Regions from separate parts of the Zea mays genome. Here regions 1 and 3 are each linked to region 2. The links are chromatin contacts, called in public Hi-C maps. All regions are on one chromosome and are shown on one strand. The core of a region is the stretch at or near the end of the contact, and the rest is flanking DNA. Distances in the headings are between cores, read along the strand shown. Region 1 holds the start of LOC100502404 (putative MATE efflux family protein). Region 2 holds the start of LOC100216713 (FIP1). Region 3 holds the start of LOC103631824 (DDB1- and CUL4-associated factor 8).

Region 1 (2,938 bases), core at 289-2,788, 290 kb before region 2:
TTAGAACGTACTTCATATGTTATTAATATAAAACATTAATACTTATACATATTATATGATGTAAGAAATTATTATGTGTATATCAAAATAAACATATTTATACATTTATACAGGAGGATCTAAAGTTAGATTTAAAGTCTAGCCATATTAGAGCTTCAGAGCTCAAAAGTAAGTGAAATTGCTCTAAAGTTTTTAGAGCTGAGGGAACGGTCTTTTATAGTTTGGAACAGAGAGGTGGGTACATCTGCATCAACAAAAAAAAGGGCACTCTATTCGTTTACCGAAAATGACAATGTATTTGCGATGCGAATAGTTTTGAGACAGACGTCTGAACCTAGAATTGCCCTGGATTTAACGCAACTGGTTTTTGGAACCGTGTATTTTAAAGTTTCAGCCGTTCGATCGGTCTTCTTGACAGCTAGCTGACCTTTGGACCCCCGCTCGAGAAAATCAGAGGAAAGAGCCAATTTCGGTGGTGCGCGGCTGTCTGTCTGGACGCGAAACGAAAGGAGTACCGCCCCTACTATATCTTATCGACCCAAACCGCCAAACAGATGTCCGGACCAAGGCTCCAAGGAGCACAGGCACAGCACAGATGGGGCTCGACCACGCTTGGCGTTACCTTCGTGGCTTCGCATCTGGAAATATCTCCTGCAGGGCATTTGCTGAGGCGCTGCTAGCTGAGTTGCCATGGAAAACGAAAGCGCGGTAGTCACTTCTTTTCGTTTTAGTTGTCGCTGGATAGTGCAAAATTGAACTATCCAGTGACAACTAAAAAACAACGAAGAGAGTATTGTTTTGGGCTTTTGGGGGTGAGTTGGCATGCATGTATTGTCGTCGGTTTCGTCATATGGATGGACGTCGGCATTTAAATTACTGGTACTTGGTAGCATCATGTGGATGGGATTGAGACAAGATGTAGCTAGCTAGCTGACAGTACTACACAATACTACACACGCGTACATTAGGTCACGTGTACGTGGTACAGCCTAGCTCAGCTCTGGAAATAGCTAGCAGGCGGCGGGACGCATTATCACGCCTTCACGCGCGACTCACGAGCCAAATCTAACGGAGCTGGCTTTCTCGATCAATCGGTCGGCCGGAGCGATCGAGAGAGCTTGGTGGACGGGCAAACGAGAGGGAGGGAGCCTGCGTATAGCGATAGCGTACGTACCATGAGGCCGAAGTTGAAGCCGACGACGACGGTGTTGGCGATGGAGATGGCGGCGAGCTCGAGGTCGCCGAGGTGGCCGGCGAAGGCCTGCGTGATGACGTTCATGCTGTAGGTCACGACGCGGCTGAAGATGGCCGGCGCCACGATGTCCCACAGCTTCCTCGACTCCTCCCACACCCGCGCCGCGAGCTGCTGCTGCTGCTTCTTGCCGCCCTCGCCGCCGCCGCCGCCGTCAGCGTCCAGCAGCGCCACCCGGCACGCGTCCTCGTCCGCTCGCTCCATCGTCGTGTGCGTCTTGGTTGCTCTCGGTTTCCCCTCGATCTCCCTCTCTCTCTCTCCAAATGTTTTTAGCTTTTAGGGGGAGGGAAGGGGGAGGAGGAGGAGTCCTGTCTGGCTTTCTCTCCCGTATACAAAAGCCAGCGAGGACGCCTTTTAATAGGCAGATGCAAGCTAAGGCGTTCGGAGTAGCGTGGCTGGGTTGGCGAGTCCCAGGCAGCAGCCGCAGCTAGCGTCATCGACGACGGAAGGGCGACGGGAACACATACGTTGCGTTTCGATCGGCACGTGTTTGTTGGTGGCGATCGAGAGTTGCTCGCGTTCGTTGCCGCGGGGGACGACAGATCGATGAGCCGAGCGCCGGCCCGACCACCATGCATGCCGCGCCCGATGCATCAAGGTTCCAGCAGCCGCATGTTCCACGAGACGACCTCGCCTTTAATTTGCAGAAGGCGACTCAGCGAAAGGTCGTAGCCCCATCATGATCGTTCGGCATAGGACGGACTTGGGTTCACCGACACCCACGTCAACTGAAACCTTTTAGGCCCAGTTTAAGTTGAGAAGAATACCACATCAGTATGATATATTGTAGGGTCGGAGTCGTTACAAGTTAAGCTCTAGTTTCAGGGGTTATGTTGTGCAATCTCTAGTTGTCTCTTGTATTTTGAAACCGAATACATGCCCTTAAACTATATATGATCACATATGTATACAGGAAAGGGACACGAGGTTACAACAAACTCTATCCATATACTATAGTACCCTGCTAATCAGGTCTCAGACGTAACCGAACTCTTTAGTATGTGTATTTTTTAGTTTTGACGCAAGCTCTAATTGTGGGATGCGGCGTGCGCGCGTGCACACCTGCGAGCTTTGCGGTACGGCAGCACAGCAATAATGGCCTGTCCTCCTCCTCCTGCTGAATAATATAAAACTCGCCCACGGCCTTTCGCCAATCGCCATGTGCAGGTCGCAGCAAATGCAAAGGCACCCTTGCAGCTGCATGCTCCATCGATGCGCGCGCGCCGCAGCCTGGAAAAGCGATTCGGTTCCGGCACACACTCAGATGTCTGTAAAGGCCGGAGTATGTAAACGCTTATCTCCTCTCGAGATTTCGAGTACTAAGACTATCTCCAGCGACGTTCTTTATATTCATATTCTATATTCGTTATTTATAGTCTTCTCTAAAAGATTTTTTTAAAGGAAGGGGCAAAAGGCTTGCTGCTCCGTCTATATTAGATGAGGAAGAAAAACAAAGACTCGAAGAACCAAAGTGAAGAAGAAAAAGGAACAACAAGAGAACAAGAAAGAAATCAAAAAAAAAGGGGAAAAAACAGGGTAAAACAAAAACAAAAAAAGCCACTAGGAATACTCCTAACAAGACCTCAGCTACTAGCAATGCCCAAGATAGCCATAGTAACTTGGTCTACACCCCTATGCTGTCCTTGAAAGATTCTGAAATTTCTTTCTAGCCATAGATTCCACCAG
Region 2 (2,700 bases), core at 197-2,696:
ACGAATTGCATTTCCTTGAACAAACTTTATATTTACTGAACTAAAGCAAAACACAGCAATACACATAATTACCTTGTAGTAACTCCACTCAGTTTTGTCTCCAACCTGGTATGCAAGTGGGTTATCACTACAAAATGCCAGTTTTACATTGGACAGGTAAAGCACACCCATAACAGGACCAGCCGAGGTTGACAGATAACATGCATATGGCTTCTTGAGCTTTTCACCAGGGGCGACCTCAAAAGTTTGATGGAAAATTTTGTCATATCCACCTTCTGCAATGACTTTGGTGACCTGTGAGATCCTGCTCATTGCTGCATCAGTAATGCTTGGTCCAGTTTTCACTGTTTAAAGAATCAGGAAGACCTGATCAGTTTCTCCACATTGTATGGACTTAACGAAACAAGGCTATAATCTAGTGCTCCCATTCCCATTTGACTTAAAGAAACAAGGCTACACATAGATTTTTCTATGTGCTTAGATATACACTGTGTCTAGATACATGGTACCTAGAAAAGCCACATCAAACATCATCAATATAGTGAAATATATGGAATAAAACTTTTATAGTTATAAAAGAAGCAGCATAATGAATCCTAATCCCTGTCAATGCCCACCAGAAATGCCGAATTTAGTGCACGCCAATGAAATAAGCTGAATTCTGTGTCGATTAAATTAGTTGCCCCTCTTTTTGTCTGAGCCCATGAAGATGGGATTCTAGTTCAATTTCATTGTGGTTGTGGCTAAGTAACAGCTTGACGACAACCTAATTTCATATTACAATAACAAAATGTACATGAAAATGCACAACACGATTAGCAAATTGATGAAAAACACACAGAAACAACTTCGGAACCCGATTTCGTGAAAATACGGCAACGAAATCGAAAAGCTCACAGTGCTGCCAGAAATTGCCGGTGATGGTCTCGGTCTTGCGGGCCGCCTCGCCAAACCTCTTTCCCATCTTGCCGAGCACGTCCTTCACGGAGTCCATCGTATCTGCAAAACCACACCACACGAGAGCATATCAGAAAAGGAAGGAACGATCCAAATTCCGGACGAATCGGCAGCTGTCGGGGCCAGATTTTTAAGGAGCGGGGCGGGGGAACGCACTCTTCGGGGAGGTGGCGGCGCCGCCGGCGGGGGAGTAGATGTAGGGGTTGCCTCCGTAGGCGGACGGCGCGGCGGTGGCGGCGTGATAAGGCGGGGGCGGGGGCGGGGCCACCTCCTCTGGCGAGAGCCTCGGGTAGTGCGCGTACTCCGGGGCTGCCGCAGGCGCCGCGGCGTGGCCTCCTGCGCCGGTGGACGCGGCTGCTGCGGGCGGATTCATGTCGCCGACGAGCTTGGTGGTGCGGGTGCGGTGCCGCTGGCGTTGGGGCCGATGCCCGAAGTCCGTACGTTTCGTGGACGAGATGACCCGACTGCAGGTTTCGGTTGTGGAAATTTATTTGGGGGCCTGCCAGAATGGCAGAATATATAGTTGTCTTTTTTCTGCAAAAAAAAAAGTAAATAAATGTTATTATCGTCAGCATAACGCGGTGGAGTCGTCGCTAAGCACAGCACAGCGTTTCACGTCAATGTTCAAACTCGACTTGACCAGGCAAAAATGCTTAGCCACGAAGGTGTTTCCATTTCTATTCCGCGTCGACGCAATTGCTGCAAAAAAAATGTAAATGAATTGAGGGCCCCTTTGGCAGTAGGGATGGCAACGGGTACATACCCGTCGGGTAGTACCATTCCATACCCGTACCCATCAAAAAAAATTCTACCCGTCGGGTTACCCATATATACTCGCGGGTATAAAATCTTACCCATACCCGTACCCGCGCGGGTATTTTTACCCGTCGGGTAACCCATACCCGCTAGGAAAGAATTAAATTCCAATATACCAATCACTCAAAATATTAGATAAACATATAAAAACAACTTCAATTTCACATATAACAAATCATATGATTACATAACTTGGTATCTAGACAAATGATAACTAGAGAAGGGTTTTGTTCTAGCTAAATTGGACTCTATTAGATGTTTATAGTGTTATTGACGCGGGTATATTTTACCCACGGGTAGACGGGTATGGGTAGTACCAACCCATACCCGTACCCGTCTACCCAACGGGTAGAGGTTTTTACCCATTAACATACCCGCGGGTAGAGAAATCATCCCGTACCCGCCTTCATATCGGGTAAAACCCGTCGGGTATTCGGGTTTCGGGTACCCATTGCCATCTCTATTTGGCAGGGCTCTGGCTTCTCCAAAAACGGCTTTGGCTCTGGCTCACGAGGTGAAGCCACTTCTTTAGATGAGCCAAAGCCATTCTGAAAAATCATTTGGCAAAACGGCTTATAGGTTGTTTTTCAGAAAGACCCTTGTATAGTTTACTTTTTACGTGGTCGATCTCTCCTGTACGTGGCTAGGGATTAAGGGCAGGACCAAAAAAATAATTTGGACTGGTGGGAGGGCTATTGTGCAAAAATGACGTGAGCTGAAGCCGGGTGAGCCACTTTTTTTGGCTCATGCCCTCTAGTTAATTTTGGAAAAGCACTTTACTGGTGAAGCCATTTGAAAAAAAGGTGTTTGGCACAACTTTTGTATGAGCCAGAGCCGAAGCTGAAAAATAAGCCCTACCAAAGGGGCCCTGAATATGCAGCATCGCTCCTGCACCGTTTGGTGTCTGATGAATGCTCAAAACTCAAA
Region 3 (2,948 bases), core at 254-2,753, 260 kb after region 2:
CTTTTATTCCTGAATATAGTTTCATGAATAAATAAATAATTATTGAATCCAGAACGATGATATGTGTGATAGGCTATGGGTAGCACCAATTGAAGAAAAGCTTGTCCAACCGATAAGATGGTTTGGACATATCCAACGGAGACCTCCAGAGGTGCCAGTGCATAATGGGATCCTAAGGCACGGTAGCAATGAGAAGAGAGGAAGATGAAGACCGAAATTGACATAGGAAGAAAAAGCAAAAGGGGACTTGAAAGGATGGTCCATGCCCAAATATTTAGCCTTGTATAGAAATGCATGCAAAACAGATATCCATGTGCCCGAACCTTGATTATGGTTTCTATTGGGTTTTTAACTCTAGCCTACCCCAACTTGCTTGGGATAAAAGGCTTTGTTGTTGTTGTTGTTGTTGTTGTTGCTGCTGCCCATGTATTTATAACTGGTCCATAAGTCACCATACATATGTAAGTTGAGAAGAAAAGAGCTACTGCGAAGAGCATGCCACATATTAGGTGGTAAGGACCAGTATGCTGTATGCACACTCTGCACACAAAACATTAAGTACATTTTTGTGAGAAATAACATCACTCAATTAATCCATTTCTCCATTTACACACACACACATATAGTACAAAAGGCCATATCATTTCACCATTACCTAAAGACCTCACCACCACCAAGAATAGATCAATATGTGTTCTTTTGTATTGTTTCACTTTCACCTTGAACATTCAGCAGGTTGTTTCAGGTTTGCACCACATAAAGAGCAAGAATTCTGAAGTCAACTTGATACTGCACCATTTCAGAAGTGGCCCGATATTAATTAATTTCTAAAGACAGATACGGTATATAGCAAACCGCTATTCTAATCCAATTACTGGTATCAGGCTGCGCATCGAACAACAGCTGGTTCCTCCATGTCCACAAACCCTTCTGAGTTTCAACCTAATCAAAAGTAACGATCCGGAAATGCAACCCAGCACCCACTAACTCATCCAAAACCGCCCCCGCCAATCACTTTGAATCATCGATTCGCCGACACGAACCCTTACGAATCGACCAATTCGATCCAAAGCAAAGCATAAATGCCGCCTAAAGCGCTAGGAGAAATCCCAGGGGTTTGCTGCTCCACGGGGCCTTACGGGGGAGCCGTGGAGGCTGCGGGCGTCCAGGAGATCGGTGACGCTGCCGTCCGAAAAGGGCCACCGCATCTTCTCCGCCGTGTCCATCTCCAGCTAGCCCTCGCCGCTTCTCCCGCGTCCCCAGCCGCCAGGTTCCGCACGATCGCCGGGGGCTGGATGGGGGATGCTTCTGGAAATCTGGACACCGCCAGGTCCTTCGGGGGTCGATGGTCGGGGACGGAAGGGTTGAGGTCTGGGTTCCAGGAGCGAGAAGGCTGGAAGGGTTCCGGAGACAGAGAGAGGGCGCCCCCGGGTCGAAGTGGGGGAGTGGGGGGCAGCCGGTCGGAGACGCGTGGAGCCACTGCTGACCAAGGCGTGGGCTCCCAGGTGGGGCCTACAATCGTCCAAACGTGCAAGAACAAATTTAGGCCTGTTTGTTTAGACAGTAATACCCTTGTTTGTTTATTTGAGGTGAGAAAAGAAGTATGGCATATATTGTAATTTCTATTTACATAACCATAGGTAGTGGGTTTTTTGCCAAAATAATCTCAAATAAGCTACTCTTAGGAGATTATGAGATTATCATAATCTGGGCTTTAGATTATATAATCTGAACTCATAATCTATATGTTTGTTTACCTATTGGATTATTTGCGCTGGATTATATAATCTAAAGAGATTATAATCCGAAACAAACAGGGTCTTAGGCTGGTGTACTCTAAATATAGAGTTTCAAACAGTTTTCTACGCTCTTTAGGCTATCTCCAGCAGCGTCCCCTAAATTTCATCCCCTAAAGGAATATTCTCTGTCCTTTACAGCACACTTTAAAAGATTCTATCCTCTATATATTCTCAGTCTCCAGCAACGTCCTCTAAATTCGGTCCCCTATAGCCACAGTGTTAGGCTGTCTCCAGCAGCGTCCCCTAAATTTCGTCCCCTAAAGGAATATTCTCTGTCCTTTACAGAACACTCTAAAAGATTCTGTCCTCTATATATTCTCCGTCTCCAGCAGCGTCCTCTAAATTCCATCCCCTAAAGCTACAGTGTTAACAGATTCACATTTTCCATTTCTTTTTCATTTTTCTTTGTTTTGTTATCATTTGACACTATACAAATGATCCGAAAAAATTGTATTTATTAATTTTTAAAGCAATAAATTCGAAATATCAATAATAATTACATTGATTGTTTTGTTGTTGTGTAATTGTTGTGGGTAACGCGCCACATACTATAATATTGTTGCCAAAATAAGTTTTAAAATGGACAATCTTGCACCGTAAGCCAGTACTCTTCTTCGAGAAGCCATAGCCTTGCTTCCCTTGCACGACAAGCGCTTGTCTTCTATCCGAAGCGTACTTCCTCTATAAATACCAAGTGACCCTTCCATACTTCACTCAACCTTGCCTTTACAAACTCGACTACCATGAATCCCTACTTAGAAAACAATTTTCTTGTGCGCTTGATGGAAGAAATGGAAGAGGAAGAAGAAGAGTTGCAGTTGGCGAGGCACATGGTCAATAGGAGGCGACGTGCACGCAATGAGCGTCGTCATGGTGGTTCGATTCCAGGGCGTGTTAGGATTCATCGTGATCACATGAGCGGCGATGCAAGAATCCGAGCGGACTACTTTGGAGCCAACCCCGTGTACACGGATGCTCAATTTCGTAGGAGGTATTTACAATTAACACATTCTTTTTACCATGTACAAAACTCTACGACCCCTATTATGACACATGAATTCTATGGTAGGTTCCGCATGCGTCGCCATGTCTTTGAGCGCCTTGTTGATGCTGTGCAACAAGTGGATCCTTATTTTATTCAACGTCCAA

The links. Hi-C and Micro-C count contacts between places; a contact is called where the count stands out from the background.
Region 1: a Hi-C map of endosperm shows a contact between it and region 2, with 2.8 times the contacts expected there. The contact joins the promoter of LOC100502404 here to the promoter of LOC100216713 in region 2. A contact is called at or near these places in 6 of 25 Hi-C or Micro-C datasets (bundle sheath, ear, endosperm and 2 more).
Region 3: a Hi-C map of leaf shows a contact between it and region 2, with 5 times the contacts expected there. The contact joins the promoter of LOC103631824 here to the promoter of LOC100216713 in region 2. A contact is called at or near these places in 3 of 25 Hi-C or Micro-C datasets (ear, leaf and tassel).

What each region holds. Positions count from the first base shown.
Region 1 is chr1:19,187,869-19,190,806 of Zm-B73-REFERENCE-NAM-5.0, reverse strand. It overlaps LOC100502404 (putative MATE efflux family protein), which reads right to left and starts at 1,538. Exons shown (of 8, transcript NM_001350726.1): 1 at 1,175-1,538. The coding sequence starts at 1,456.
Region 2 is chr1:18,898,020-18,900,719 of Zm-B73-REFERENCE-NAM-5.0, reverse strand. It overlaps LOC100216713 (FIP1), which reads right to left and starts at 1,446. Exons shown (of 4, transcript NM_001143118.2): 1 at 1,114-1,446; 2 at 898-999; 3 at 73-344. The coding sequence starts at 1,330.
Region 3 is chr1:18,634,208-18,637,155 of Zm-B73-REFERENCE-NAM-5.0, reverse strand. LOC103631824 (DDB1- and CUL4-associated factor 8) reads right to left here and starts at 1,503. Exons shown (of 20, transcript XM_020545330.3): 1 at 1,140-1,503. The coding sequence starts at 1,226. LOC103631823 (protein ALP1-like) reads left to right here and starts at 2,518. Exons shown (of 2, transcript XM_008653575.4): 1 at 2,518-2,790; 2 at 2,869-2,948. The coding sequence starts at 2,543.